2 separate regions of the Rattus norvegicus genome follow, and region 2 is linked to region 1. A link is a contact called in public Hi-C data. All regions are on one chromosome and are shown on one strand. Each heading gives the region's core, a stretch centred on a gene start, on an enhancer-like site or on the middle of the called end of the contact. The rest is flanking DNA. Distances are from core to core; before and after follow the strand shown. Region 1 overlaps Utrn (utrophin). Region 2 holds the start of Utrn (utrophin).

Region 1 (7,840 bases), core at 1,716-4,215:
CTGGAAACCTTGGTCTTTACTTTATTCCATTTGCCTTGGGCATCATCAAATTCTTGTCTGTACGTTTTCCCCACATCAGGAAGCATATTTTTCTCCAAAGCCTTCGTTTCTTCTGAAAGTTTATGCAATGTAGGTTTTTGATTCTCAAGGGTTTCATCAAGGGCCTGCAAAAGTTTCAAAAGATTAAAACCATATATATATGTGGAGAAAAGAGTATCAAAATTGTAAAGAAAAAAAGGGCATAGTAAGTAAAGTCAAAGCTTTCTTTTCATAAGTTAAGTGGGGGTAGCAAATATATTTTGTATATCAAAACCCCCATAACAGCTCACACAGTGTAGGACAAGAGCCTAAGGTCAAGAGTTAGTCTTTTTTATCAAGTACTCTGTAGAGTAGAGCAGTACTTCTCGTTCTGATGGTCAAGACTCCTTTGGGGGTCTAACAACCCTTTCATGGGGGCTGCAGATATTATGCATATCAAAGGTTTACATTATGATTCATACCAGTAGCAAAATTGGAGTCAAGAGGTAACATTGAAAATAATTTTATGGTTAGGGGTCACCACAACATGAGGAACTGTATTAAACGGCCACAGCATTGGGAGGGTTGAAAACCACTGGTATAGAGCCTTTAGGCCACTGGAATAAAGAAGCAGGAGAGTGATTTAGTCAAAATAATTTATGTGGCTCCCAGCACTCGGAGGGCAGAGGCAGGGGGACTGCTGTCAGTTCTAAGCCAGCCTGCACTACAGTAAAACTCTGTCTCGAAAGAAAGAAAGAAAGAAAGAAAGAAAGAAAGAAAGAAAGAAAGAAAGAAAGAAAGAAAGAAAGAGGGGGGAGGGAGGAAGGGGGGGGAGGGAGGGAGGAAGGGAAGGGAGGGAGGGAGGGAGGAAGGGAGGGAAGGGAGGGAAGGGAGGGAGGGAGGGAAGGAGGGAAGGAATGGAGGGAGAAGTGGCTCATCGTTAAGAGCCCTGACTATTCTTCCAGAGGTCCTGAGTTCAATTCCCAGCAACCACATGGTGGCTCACAACCATCTGTAATGAGATCTGATGCCCTCTTCTGGCGAGTCTGAAAACAGCTACAGTGTACTTGTAAATATAATAAATAGACTTTAAAAAAAAAAGAAATTAGTTCACTTAATACACCTCATGCCATTTTGGGAGATATATCTGGTAAATTAGGAACAGGTTTAGAATGTTATGTGAATGATAAAAAAAAAAAAAAAGACATTTTTCCTGGTACCACTTAATAATGTATCTTCGTAGGCCTGGCTCAACAGAGGAAGATGGCAACCGCACAAGGCTAAAGACAGAGTGAACTCCAACCCTGGAATTCATAGTGGAGGAGAAAACAAAGTTCCCAAAGTCATCCTCGGGACAGCACACACCCACCTCCACAATAATGCCAATAATGAACAATAATAAACAAAACAACAAAATAAATTCTATTTAATCTGTTATTTTTGAAGCAACGTTTTAACAATCTTTAAAGAAATTAAAAAATGACCTTTTTTTTTTTAAATCACTGAAAAGAACACTTCAAATACATTAACACCAACTCTCAGAAAGGGTCTGCGCTCCCAGAGACAGCTTACCTTTTTCTCCTGCAGGGCCTGCTCCACCGCTGAGGGATCGTTCAGGGCACTCAGAGAGGCCTGGGCTGCTTTTTCTGACTCGCTTAGCATTTTTTTCAGAGTGTTCAGTGTGTCCAAATACGCAGGTTCAGGCTGGCTCTTCAGCTCTGACAATTGAAACATGCTTACTGAGGGAAAACAACACTAGGACCCTACCACTGTTATCGTCTGCACCATTAATCTTCTGTATATAATAAGCAGACTCCAACAGATAATAAATTAGACCCCTGATTACAAATGAAAAGGCTCTCTATCGGCTAACAAGGTCGGCCATCTCTCTGGCATTTCAAACAGACAGACCGAGGCTTCATTCCCCCGGAGGCTGGTGTTCGAAATATTAACTCGCTAGCATTTTTCTTCACTTGATCATGATGAAAATGTCTCCATGAAACTTGAAGGACAACGTTCCTTCTGTCTCACACACCCTCTCCTTCCCCAAAAAAGCTACAACAAAGAATAAAAGGACGCAAAGACCCCTCCACTAGCCTTCCTGAAATCCCACGAGTGTACACAAACTGTATGGGAACCCTAAGACCCTGAGAAACAGGGGTGATTGGAAACCGCCAGCTACCACAGCGGATCCCTCTGTGCCTCTGGAAAAATCTCAAACAATCAGCATTTGTACAGAAGAGGAAGTGAGTTGAATGAGAAGCACCAAGAGGTGAAAGTAATTAGCAGCGTAAGTTCAACCGCCTCCTCCTGGTCCTTGTCAAAACGAAAAGCTTTGCTTGCACGGGTCAGCCCAGCCGGGAGATGCATCTGTAGGTTGAAGTCATGGCGCTACATGATTGGACAGCAGGAGAGAGGAGGAAGGGGAGAGATCAAGATGGAGTCTACGGAGGAAGATGGTTCAGATTTAGATGGATTTTATCTTGTCTTTATCAACTGGCAGTGGATTTATTGTATGGATGAATTGTGGCTTGAGAATTTAACATGTAAATCTAATTGCTAAATTATAAGTTTCTGGAACTTCGATTTTTACCCGGCTAAAGAGAACAGCGTGTGAAAGAAATGGCTGAGGGGCAGTTGGAACATGCGGATCTGGTTCTGTTGCCTGTGCAGAATGAGAACGCGCTGGGTCCACGGAATGAGGTGCGTGCGTGCGTGCGTGCGTGCGTGCGCGCGCGCGCGTGTGTGCGTGTGCGCGCGGTATGTGTGCGTGCGTGCATGCGTGCGTGTGTGCGCGCGTGTGTTTGCGTGTTTGCGCGCGCGCGTAGGTGCGTCTGTGTGCGCGTGCGTGGGTGCGCGCGCGTGTGGGCGCGCGTGTGTGGGCGCGGGCATGTATATGCGTGTGTGTGCCCGTGAGCGCGCGAGTGTGTGTGCACGTGCGTATGCGTGTGCGCGCGCCAGAGGTGGTAACTATCCCCAAGGGGACCAGGCGCGGAGAGGGCGGCTGAAAGGGAGACAGCCAGGAGAGGGCGTCTTGCGGACCACATGGCAAAGTAGCAGCCAGAGTAAGCCGATTCGGCTCGCAGGAACTGGTAGCAAACAATCCTCTTTCATTTTTACCCCAACAGGCATCTTCTCTGGTTTTTACGTCACACTGTAAGTTAACAGGTTTCTGTGAGCAAAATGCATGAAGCCCAAATGCACAGTCAAAAGAAAAGTAATGTGATGCCTTTGTCTAACACGCACACCTTCCTAACGCCTGTGCATAATGTGCAGGAGTTACCAGTGCTGGAGGTCACAGTCACCGCACCGAGTGCACACGGCACCGAGTACACGCGGCACGGAGTGCGCACGGCACATAACAACTTAGTGCAGCAGCTGAAGAGAAGGCACACACAAGCGTTCCAAATCCGGCTACCCCAGCCAGCTTCATTCCAACTTCTGCCATTCCAACTTGTTCAACTTTGTTCAAATTCCGGGAGAGCAAAAGGGTTTCTTTTCAAGGATGGAGTGGGGCTACTGAAACCTTAACCACTGGGAGCAAGCAGAAACCGGTGATGTTTTTGTTTGATCCGAGCAAAGTTGCTTCTCCCATAAAATTCTCCATATGGGAGGGAATGCAAACCACGTGCCTGGCAAGCATGAAGCACTGGGGTTCAACCCATCGCCACAAAAGGAAAACAAGAATCTTCCAGAAGTCATTACATCCTACTTACACAATTTTAGAGCATGTCAAGTTGACTTGGTTTTTTTTGGAGGGGAGGGGGGTTTGGGGAGGGGGGTATGGGGAGGGGGGTCTTGAAAATACAGTCACTTCACTCCTTGTTGTTCACACAGGGTTTCTCTGTGTAGCTCTGGCTCGCCTACAACTCACTCTTTAGGCCAGCCCGACCTCCACCTCAGATTGCCTATCCCTCTGCCTCCGCTCCTGCCCCTGCCTCGCAAGTGCTGGAATTAAAGACGTGTGCTACCACCACCTGGCCAAGTCTGAATATATTATAAGATGTCAAGCCACAAAGCCACAGGGGTACAGAGGAAGACAGCTTGAAGCCGGGATGAAACTCAGATGGGAGTAATTTTTGGATTAAGGCAAATCGAGAGGAGAGAGGGATGGAGAGACAGAGACAGAAACAAGAGTCGGAGACAGGCAGAGAGAAGTGGCTGCAGCAGAGAGCCCATATTTACCATTTTCTAGCTGTTGTTGGTATTCCTCTAAAGCCTTCTGCACAGCCTGGTAGTGACGTCGAAGGTCATCAAAACCCTGCTGGACAAAACCTGGGACAGAGGGCTGAGACCTCAGGGCTGAACAGCTTGCACACAGTATCTCAATTCTGGGGTGAAGGCCAAGGAGGTCTGTCAGTTCCCTCTGAGGAAGAGAAAACACAGTCACTTCACTCCTTGAAGATGAGTGCCCCCATGAAGAGCTCTGAAGAAAATGCACACAATGCCCATGACACAAGATCCACGTTCACCGACTCTCCACTTTCTCCTCAGACTATAGGACCTTTGCCTTCACGAGATACAGCTTCTTGGGCTACAGACACGGCTCAGTGGGGCAGAGCCCTCGCTGTGCAAAAATGGATGCCAGCACCCATGTAAAAATGTGGGTATTGCCACACCCTGATGTTATGGGAGGGCAGAGACAGGAGGATATCTGGAACTTATTAGACATCAGGCTCCAGGTTCAGCGAGAGGCCATGTCTCAAAGGAACAGAGTAGAGTGTGAAGGGTAATGTCCTCTTCTGACCTCTTACGGCATCTATGAGATTGACCTCTTCTGGCATCCATGAGTAGACACACACACACACACACACACACACACACACACACACACATCATTCATCACACACAGGATGACATCTCCTATTTATACATGAGACTCAGCCCACAAAGGCTCTATAGTCCTATAGTCCAACCATTTCTCATCCTACCTGGCAGGAATCCTTTAAGCTTGGCAAAGACCGCTGGGGTGATTCAGAAAAGGATGCATCCCTCAGCCACTCTTCCTTCGCCCTGATGGTCTTTTCGAGAGCATCGAGCTGCCTAAAATAAGCATTTATATCCTCCTGCAGCTGGATCTTCCTTCCCAGATCTTCCAGCTGCTGAGAGATCATCTTCCACTCCAACAAAACCCTTTCCAGAACGTCGTTTATTTCTTCAGCCAAAAGGCCTTCTACAGAAACAAAAAGGTCTAAGTGCATCAAAGCAGACACTTCACATAGCAATACCAAAATTGTTTAGAGTTGGCCGTAGACATCTACCATAGCAGAAGATGAGGCAATGTCACATGCAACGGTCATACCCTTAGGTCCCTTCTAACGCAACTAAAAATCATCATGATGTGCTTGCTAATAACTGGGTATGCTTTAACCCCTTGACCTAAGGGGAATCGGGAACACTAACAATTCAGGGATGAGGTGGCCATCTCACAAGATACATCTACAAAGCACCAGCCAGTTCCTCTTCTGTACGCCATGTTTCCACCCTTGACACGGTAACACTCTGCTGGTTTATAATCTGGTGCAGGCAAATCAACTCAGATGCCTGAATTTGTGCAGAGTGTTGACGTCAGAGAACACGCCTTCTGCCATAGGAAATCGAAGCAAGCGGCTAGCAAAACTCAGAGCTGGCTCGAGTCTAGGGTGACAAAAGGTGCAAGAGTCCCCTTGCCTGCAAGCAAATGGGTACATGTAGGAACAGTAAGCCAGGTGCCAGGCTCACGAAGCATCGAGAAGCTTATAAAGTACTCTGAACAAAATAAGTAAATACAAACAATGCCAAAATAATCATGGCAGTAGCTATTATATATACACCTCAGAAATGCCATTAGATTATGTTCATCTTATAAGCTCTTATATTTATTTACTTATCCTGCATTGGGGGCTGCCATATGCCACGGTCTGCACGTGGAGGTCAGAGGGCAAACCGCTAAAATTGGTTCTCTCTTTCCACCATGCGGATCCCAGGGAAGGATCTAAGTCATTAGGTCTGGTGGCAAAAACCGTTACCCACTGGGCCATCTCTCCAGCCACTAAGAATCTTACATTACCCCCCCCCCCAGATTTTAGAAAGGTACGCAATGCTTTTAGAAATGATGAAAAAAATATCTATAACAACACGTCTTTCCACATTCTTCTCAGTGCTATAAAATATCATTAAATCATTTTTTAAATGAGTGTGAGGAGGTACAGGGAAGTGGAAACCTATTGAGGTCTGGTCTGTTGCTACGGACTGCGTTGCTAAATTCTGTACCAGAAGGTCTAGGCCTATCGGTGAATTACCAGCTTTTGTGTACAAACCTTGTTCCTTAATTTAAAACTATTGGTTAAATAAAAATGGCTACAGCCACTTACTGGAGAGATCAAAGGTAGGCAGGTTTTTAAGTTACCTGGTTGAGCACGGGAAAACTGAAAGAACGAGGGGGAGACAGGACAAGGGGCCATGAGGGGAGGTGGACCACGAGACCATGCCCAGGAGAAACAGCAAGTATCTGGGGTACACTGCTGGGGAGGTAGCCAGGCCAGCAATCAGAAAAGCAGATTAGGGGTTGCCTCCCACCTCGGCAATTGTCAAAGCCAAATAAAATCACCATAGTCTGAGTCTCACTCATTTGTAAGCTTAGATTGTACTACGGCAACCGAATCTATGAGGCAGACATTCGTGCTGAAAGGAGAGACTCGATTCCTTCGGGATGCAAGTAGGAGTGCAGCTGAAAGGGGCCATCTCTGTTGACATATATGATCAAGATCCACAGGAGCGGGGACTCAGCTTGAAAGGAAAATGTCATGGAGAGCAAGAACCCACCCATTTCACCAACAGTACAAATTCAGAAGGTTTTGTGTCGCACTACATCCCCCCTAGGAATCAGAGAGACAAGCATGCAGGCTGTGATTGAGAGGCACCACCCACATCAGCTGTTGAAGTGAGCAACCACCCCCCCCCCCAGCAAAATGCTAAGAGGTCATTAAACCTTAGCAAGGCACCACAGTCTGTGTGCAAGGCATTCACACCACAGTCTGTGTGCCAGCATCACTGTTCACAGAGTCATGGACAAGAAAAAAAGCACAGTTTTCCTTAACAACTATGTGAACCACGGGCATGCAGATGGTGCTTTGGCATGGCCAAATACCTGCTGGCAAATACTTAGACACATAAAATAAATCATAAAGAAAAATGTATTCCAAAGGCAATAATTGCAATACACACACACACACACACACACACACACACACACACACACAAAGTTAGATTTAAAACTACCAGATTAAAGATTTGGTTGGTCTAACTAACCTGCCACATTGTGCCTTGGTTGTTTATAGCTTTGATCAAGGGCAGAAACAGATATAGAACACTTACAAAGGCAGGCGAGTGGGTTCCACCCCTCCCTGGGCAGGAGTGGAATGCTACGTGAAGAGCCATTAACTACCATTAAAAACTGACATGAGTGTTAGTAAGCTCTATTGTAAGCATTCCTTGTGTTGTCCATTTTTCCCCAATACATAAAAAGGTGAGAGAAGGGGTGACCTAACTCCCAACATGATGTTCCTGGAGTCTCCTTACTGCTGTAAGCAAGAGGCCTGTCAGTAAAATAGCCAAGAAGGCTGCCCTTAAGCTGGCCTCAACCACTTGGAATGGCCCCACAGGTGCCTTAGGGGAAGCACATGACAGTCAAGGCTACAGCACAGACCCAGCTCCTAAGTGCAGCACCGACCAGAGCGTTTGAACACTAGCAAATACTGGATGACACCACACCCATTTCCACCCACATCAGAGCAGGAGTGCTTGCCTCGGTGGTCTCCAGGCATTAAGGTGATTGCTGCAC
Region 2 (7,840 bases), core at 1,353-3,852, 170 kb after region 1:
TTTTTCCAATCTTCTCTTCTTGATAATGCAAATTCCTACTACACTGCAAAAACATAGCAGGACCAAAAAAAAAAAAAATCAATAAACTGGAAAAGAATGAGGACGAACACATTAAGAGAAGGTCCTTTAAAACATTTACCAGCCACCAACTCTTGTGGCCGCGAATGTTCCAGGAGCTCCATGTTGAGTTGGAAAGTTAAAGGTTACCTCCTTCCAAACTTCCAGATGCAAACCAGGTGTGGTGGTGCACACCTATAACCCCAGCTACTTCGGAGGCTGAAGCAAGAGGAGTGCCAGTTCAAAGCCAGCCTAAGCCACATAGTGAAACCCTCTCTCTCTCTCTCTCTCTCTCTCTCCCTCTCTCTCTCTCTCTCTCTCTCTCTCTCCCTCTCTCTCTCTCCCTCTCTCTCTCTCTCTCTCTCTCTCTCTCTCTGAGCTGGGGACCGAACCCAGGGCCTTGCGTTTGCTAGGCAAGCGCTCTACCACTGAGCTAAATCCCCAACCCGAAACCCTTTCTCAAAATAACATAAATAAAACGCTATGGCAACTGTAACTCTGTAACTGCTGGTAGAGTTACATGGGGACAGAATCAAAATTTTCTTAGTAACGATGTGTCCCAAAGAGACTCCACTTCCACCCACGCCCGTGGAATGGAAGGAGCCACATTCCACACGGGGGTAAGGGAGAAACTAGAGGTGAATGACCCAGAGGTTGGACAGGAGCCCTATACATAATTGCTCTCCTCTCAAAAATAACAGCCGATGCCATTCAGTTTCCCCACAGAAACTGACGCGCACCACAGCACAGGCTCTTCAGGGTGGATGCTTCTCTGTCATATCAAAACAGAACGCCAGGGTTGGTGGCTTTATAGGCAAAAGTTCAAGAATCTGCAACATTCAAAAGGTGTCATCATAAAGGAATATTCAATCAAGCAGCTGTGAAGAAAAGCTAAGTCCTGCAAACACTAGTCACTCACAAGTGGTCAAAAGCTAGGAATGCTGGAGAGGGAAGCCGAGGAACAAGTTTGCCATTCTGCTTGTAAAGGAGACCGCTGAGTGCCAAGAACTGCCATTCATTCACACTAGAAGCGCTCCAGGAAAGGTTAATGCCACTGTGATTAATGCTGTTTACGGGCGCAATAAATTTTTGGTTAAAGAGCTATCTCGAAGGTCTCATAAATGCTGGTGGGGGGCGGGGCGCTTCAGCGGGAATGGCCTATGCCCCTCACTGCCTTGTCTTCGGGACTGAACGACCCACGAGCTTCAAATTCCTCCAGTTCTTACAGGCAGGCACCAGTGTAATCTGCAGGCTGCGTCCCCAGCGCCCAGCAGCAGCCAGCCCCCGCGGGTCCAGCCTGACTTCAGAGGCCCAGGGCAAGTTCCAACGGAATAGATGAGGCTGCTACCGCGCCACCCTGGAGATCCTATCTCTTCCGGAATTCGTGCGCTCTGGCCGCGGCAAACCCTCCCACTCAAATGCATGGAGAGCCTACCTCTCCAGATACTGGTGACCCAGGTATCTGAAGGCAAGACGAATAAAGGATGCTACCTCAGTGACTCCAAAGAGTGGAGCCCGGAATTACACCCAGGATCTCCAATTTGGGGGTTTAAAAAAGGCGGGTCCCTGACTCTGAAGAGTAACACACGTTTTCTCCTCCCCTTGAAATAACCCTGGAACGCCGCACGGTCGGAATCTAGGGACTTGAAAAGTCTCTTTGAACAAAGTGCCTTCTAAAAGTTGCACAGCTTACAATTAGCTCTTTGTTGGCTTTTAAAGTGGCCTTGGGCAAGCAAAGCCTCAGACCCAGGCCAAAGAGGGGCAAGAATTACCTTGTCAGTTGCAGTGAGGGATGCCAAGAGTCCGGAAAAGCAGGCAGCCGCGCGGGACTGCGCACCAATGAGATATCCCTAACCCCTCAGTCTCTCCAGAGCTGCAGGCAGGGAGCTGGCCACCTCGCCACACTGGGGCCCCACCCTGAGGAACGGCAACTACCGAGAGGTCGAGCACGCCCCCAGCCTGGAGGCCGGCTAGAAAGCGCTCCCCAACCCTCCCACTATACAGCCGCCCTCCCCACCCTCTCCTCCGGGACACCGCCCGGGCCCCGCCTTCCCGGGAACCGGAGGTGTGTGACAAGCTCTCCAAAGAGGCCACGTCCCCTCTTGAAGATCGCTAGTCCTGCTGCCCTGCTTGGGGCGATAAACAGACAGGCGACAGCACCCTCTCCTCTCAAGGGAGGGACAAGACAACAGCGCTAAACTAGACCTAGGAATTTGAGACCTTGGCGACCAGTACAGATTCCCACCTTCTCATCCCAGCTCTCTCCCGCCCAGTCAGAAGACGCAGAGCTTCCAGGGAAAGTGCAGAAGTTGGCAACAGCTACTTCGGGACCCAGGCGGTGGAACTGCAGAAAGGACCCACCTCCTTTCCTTTCAGCCCCCGCCCCGTTCCCTCCGGGACTGCGGTCACATTACCCAGCCCGAAGCTTCAATAATGCATGGGCTTACCTGCTAACCAAGTCCCAGAGGCCCCAGGGTTCCTCTGGGCGTGTTCGGGTAGTGGGGAGCTTGCGTTGGACCTTAGGAGAATTTTGGTTTTCCTTTTTTTTTTTTTTTTAATGAAACGTGGAAAGCCCGACAAAATCCAAAGGGGGTGGGGGGATCCAAAATTGACACCCGATTGGAAACGCCCCCTGACTTGTGCAATCTTCCTGCCCGGTAGTTCCGCCAAAAACAAAACAGTCCAAACGCTAGCCCGGGGGGCAGGCGCACGCTGGAGTTTTCCCTCTACAGGAATGACCCCAAAGAAAAGGGACGCCTCTCCCGGAGGTCGCCGGATCCGCTGAGGGAGCCCAAGGTTCCTCCTCGGCCCTGGGCGGGAGAAATCCCGCGCCCGGCGCTGCCCGCTCCCCTCCTCCGGGGAAGGACGACTCCACAACTTTGTGCGCGAGAGCTGCTCGCTGCTCCGGCTCCTCCTCCTGGTCCTCCCCCGGCCGCCGCCTGCCCCTTTGTTGGAGAGCGAGGGTGGGGCGCTGCTGGGTCGGCCCGCCACCCGGGAAGGAGCTCGCTTCTCTCAGCACGGACCGCCCAGCCTCGGAGCCGTGGATCCCACGGGTCGGATCAGACGCCTAGCCGCTCGCGCGCCCCGGGCTCGGGGCCCCGGCCCAGCAACTTTGTTCTCCGGGAGAGACCTGTCCCCCTAGGCTCCGGGTTCGGCCCTGCCCGGGCCTGGGAAGCCACTGGGAGCCGGGCTCCCGGAACGTGGCGCCTCGGGTCACCTGACCGCGCGCCCGGTCAATCAGCACTAGCCCTAAGCGCCCTCCCAGCCGCAGCCGCCCGCTCCGTGCGGTGCGCGGTGCGGGAATCCCGGAACCAGTCGTGCATGCTGGAAGGCAGAAGCTGGAGTAGGCACCATGCGCACGCACCGTGCCTTTTATTCAAATTGTCCGAAAATGGGTGTCACGCCCCCCTAGGCACACTAGGTGTCTGTTAACCGAGTGCTTTTTTTTTTTTTTCTTTTAGTTTTTATTTTAAATAAATCTCGACCTGCTGGCCAACTCATCCCATTTCTGTTTACTGAGGTTGTTGAGTTTGCGGTTCTAAATCCAAGGGTATATTTATTTTATACAATTTTCTTAGCATCTTTTTTAAATGCTGTTTAAACAACCCCAAGTGTCCTTATATGTGCATATACACAAATAACGTCGGTGCTAACCTTTAAATTTCTCTCTCTCTCTCTCTCTCTCTCTCTCTCTCTCTCTCTCTCTGTGCATGAGTGTGTGGGTGTGAGTGTGTGGGTGTGAGTGAGTGTGAGTGCATGTGAGTGCGTGGGTGTGAGTGTGTGTTAGTGTGTATATGAGTGTGTGAGTATGTGTGTGCATGAGTGTGTGGGTGTGAGTGTGAGTGCATGGGTATGAGTGTATGAATGTATGTGTGTCTGAGAGAGTGTGAATATATGTGTGAGAGTGTGTGAATGTGTGTGTGAGAGTGTGTGAATGTGTGTGAGAGTGTGTGAGTGTGTGTGCATGAGTGTGTGGGTGTGAGTGCATGGGTGTGAGTGTGTGAGTGTGTATATGAGTGAGTGTGTATATGAGTGTGTGTGTTAGAGTGTGTGTGAGAGTGTGTGTGAATGTGTTTGTATGAGTGTGTGTGTATGAGTGTGTGTATGAGTGTGTGTGTGAGAGAGTGAATGTGTGTGAGAGAGAGTGAATGTGTGTGAGAGTGAATGTTTGTGTGAGTGTGAATGTGTGTGTATGAGTGTATGTATGAATGTGTATGTGAGTGTGTATATGAGTGAGTGTGTATACGAGTGTGTGTGTATGAGTGTATGTGTGAGAGTGTGTGAATGCGTTTGTATGAGTGTGTGTGTATGAGTGTGTGAGTGTGTGTGTATGAGTGTGTGTGAGAGAGAGTGAATGTGTGTGTGAGTGTGAATGTGTATGTATGAGTGTATGTATGAGTGTATGTGAGTGTGTATATGAGTGTGTATACGAGTGTGTGTATGAGTGTGTGAGAATGTGAATGTGTGTGTATGAGTGTGTGTGTGAATGTGTGTGTGTGTATATGAGTGAGTGTGTATATGAGTGTGTGTATGAGTGTGTGTATGAGTGTGTGTATGAGTGTGTGAATGTGTGTGTGAGAGTGAATGTGTGTGAGAGAGTGTATGAATGTGTGTGTATGAGTGTGTGTGTAGGAGTGTGTGTGTGTGTGTGTACATGATGTATGGTGTTGGGGTGCTGGTGACAGTGCACACATGAAGTCAGAGGACAACTTTGTCGAGACAGTTCTCACTCACTTTACACCTTTATGAGGAATCCAGGGTTCAGACTCAAATCTTCAGACTTTAATATTCATCAGGGGCCTTACCAGTGGCACCATCTGCCAAACCTTCCTTCCTTCCTTCTCTTCTTTCTCTCTTTCTTCCTTCCTTCCTTTCTTTCTTTCTTTTTCTTTCTTTCTTTCTTTCTTTATTTATTTATTTATTTTCTTTTTTTTTTTCAAGCAAACTTACATCTGTTTGCAAAACTTGTTGCAAGTTTACAGGGTTAGCCAAGACCTATCTTGGACTAAATGAAATCTGTGTTATATGTGCTTCCTTAATCCTGGAGGGTTAATTTATGAGCCAGTGAAAATAATTCACTAGCCTCGTGTTAATCACCAGTTGAAAACCTCTGGGGTCTCGAGTACTGAGGGCTGAGACAGAAGAGACTTCTTTATAAAGTCTGACTTAACTTCACCTTGGAGGATGCTCTCCATACAAGCCGAAGAGAATCTAATCACCTAGTAGGAACTGATTGACTTTCTCGTCCACTTCCACTCCTCCCATTAGCCAGCATCGGTACGAGGCTTGCTGTGGCCAACGATACATAGAAAGCCAACATAGATCTCGCCCTAGAAGAATGTAGGATTCATTTAGGTGAGATAAGACGTGCAAGCAAGAACATTCAAGATTCCTGATTTCAGATCAAGTGTGTGGTATAGATTACCGTCACTGTGACTGACGGGAAAGACTCATGTTAGCTCTCGGTAGCAGCGGATGCAGGCTGAGGCTGGCTGGATCCATTGCTTCCAGCCTAAGGCAAGGCCAGAAAGAACATTGTGGTAGCAGAGCCTGTGGCAGAGTGTGCACACCTCGTGGCTGTCAGCAAGCAGAAAGCCAGCCAGAAGGAGGCCCAGAACAAGAGCCGACTCCACTAACTTACTGTCTCCATGTAGCCCGGCCACCATTGAATTACACATTCACCGAGTGACTTAACCCATGTATTAGGTCGCAGGCTTCATAAAGCAATTGCCCTTCAGCAGTTGACTGGATCTATTAGTTAAGGACTGAGCCTCCAAAACAAGGAGTCTTCTCATAGGCACTCCCCATGTGAACTGTAATACTGGTAGAGTTGGTAGAAATGTCAAGCTATTCCTTCTGAAATGATCTGTGGTCTCGAAAGATGAATCAGCGATTAAAACTGCTTGCTGCTCTGACAGAGGACCTGACTTTGGTTCTCAACACCCATATTAGGCGGCTTACAACCACCTTTAACTCTAGCTCTGGGGGATACAGCATCCTTTTCTGATACACCACACACACACACACACACACACACTAGTAAAAAATGAAATAAGTCAGATTGTGGTAGTACCATACCAGTACTTGGGAGGCAGATGCAGGTGGATCTCTGAGTTCAAGGCTAGCCTGGTCTACAGAGGGAGTTCCAGGACAGCCAGGGCTACACAGAGGAGAGAGAGAGAGAGAGAGAGAGAGAGAGAGAGAGAGAGAGAGAGAACAAGCTTCACCATATAGCAAGTTTGAGGCATCAACCTCAGTGACTGACAGAAGATACCTGGCAACCTAAGCAAACATATGTGTGGGTCAAAGAGGAGGGAAAAGAAAAAAACAGAAAACAAAAAACAAAGCTTGGCAGTGGCCAAGAATTCCCAAGCTGATCCTGTCCTTTGTTCGGAGAGAAAAACCACATCTGGCAGGAGACTAAGACTACAGAGGTCTGTCTCCCTAAGAGCGGTCACCGTGAGATCTTCACAGTCCAGCTTCACTTTGAAGGATGGTGGACACCAATCTCCAGGAGGTATGGGGAACCATTGATGCTCTGTAACCAGCAGGCCACCCGCAATGCATGCTGGGCAGTCAGTGACCTGTGACAACAGAAGCTTCTGCCCTCAGTGGCTGCTGGAAAGGTCACTATGGAGCATGTGAAGACAGTGATAGGAACACGCCCCTTGGCTCACTATTAACCCGAAGAATAATTACCTTAAGTGGCCACTGAACAGTAAAGACTGAAGATGTTTATACTGGCGTTACTAAAGTAAGGAGAATCTTTTACAAGAAATATATATATATGGAGAGAGAGTAATATATAAAAGTATATACATATGTATATGTGTATATCATATTGTTTACTATATGGGCATGATCCACATAAATACAGGGGACTGCATATAATCTAGGAGCCCAAAAGAAAGCATTCTCTACCAAACCTGTACAGCAACAAATAAATACAAGTGGACATGGCGGTCTGTAATTCTAACTACCTGGAAACTGAGGTGTGAGGAGTTCGTGTTTGAGGTCAGTTTGAGCACCTTAGTAAGAGGCTCTGTGTAAATAAATAGACCAGGGGTGTGGTTCAGTGGTAAAATGTTTGCCTAGCATGTGCAAGGCTCTAGGTTGAATCGCCTGTATCAACGAGAGAGAGAGAGAGAGAGAGAGAGAGAGAGAGAGAGAGAGAAATCTAAGCAGCTAGCTTCAAATAGGTCACGTAGAGCCTAGAAATCGCCCTGCAAAAAAAAAAAAAAAACAATGCTCAACCGCTCAACCTGGCTTGGTGGGACACCAAGGGTTTTTTTTTGTTGTTGTTGTTTTTTTTTTTTTTTTTTGGTTCTTTTTTTAGGAGCTGGGGACCGAACCCAGGGTCTTGCGCTTCCTAGGCAAGCGCTCTACTACTGAGCTAAATCCCCAACCCCGACACCAAGGGTTTTTAACCTCCCTTCTAACCAACCAACCAAAGGTAGAGGAGAAGGATGGTTAAGGGGACAAGGGGGATGTGGTCCAGTTCATTAGGGCAATTCCAATCTTCATTGTCAGGATATCAGCAGTCCAGTCCAAAACGCCAAACACAAATCAGTACCAGTGGCTCGATCCAGAAGAAACCAAGAGGCTCCACAGGATGGGCACAAATCTGCAGAAGCAGCAAGAAGCAGCTCTGGTGCATTTCTTTCTACGAAGTCGAAGATCAGTGAAGGCCAGCAGAGCGTTGCAAGGTGAACCAATGCAAAGCCTCGTTCACTGCCTGCTGGGTTATGCTTTGTGAACATCACAAGTCCTCCCAAGTGTCTGC

The links. Hi-C and Micro-C count contacts between places; a contact is called where the count stands out from the background.
Region 2: a contact with region 1 is called in a Hi-C map of Schwann cells, with 4 times the contacts expected there. The contact joins the promoter of Utrn here to the enhancer-like site in region 1. A contact is called at or near these places in 3 of 12 Hi-C or Micro-C datasets (Schwann cells, frontal cortex and mammary epithelial cells).

The regions. Positions count from the first base shown.
Region 1 is chr1:8,876,171-8,884,010 of GRCr8, forward strand. Utrn (utrophin) reads right to left here. Exons shown (of 75, transcript NM_013070.2): 20 at 4,950-5,191; 21 at 4,204-4,384; 22 at 1,591-1,736; 23 at 1-164. Among named protein-coding and RNA genes, the nearest start is that of Utrn, 160 kb to the right of the region's middle. Within about 2 kb of position 2,966, at least 48 of the 93 cell types and tissues checked have an H3K27ac peak or open chromatin away from gene starts, as enhancers often do. A contact at or near this core is called in Schwann cells, where this site is marked.
Region 2 is chr1:9,041,885-9,049,724 of GRCr8, forward strand. It overlaps Utrn (utrophin), which reads right to left and starts at 2,603. Exons shown (of 75, transcript NM_013070.2): 1 at 2,505-2,603.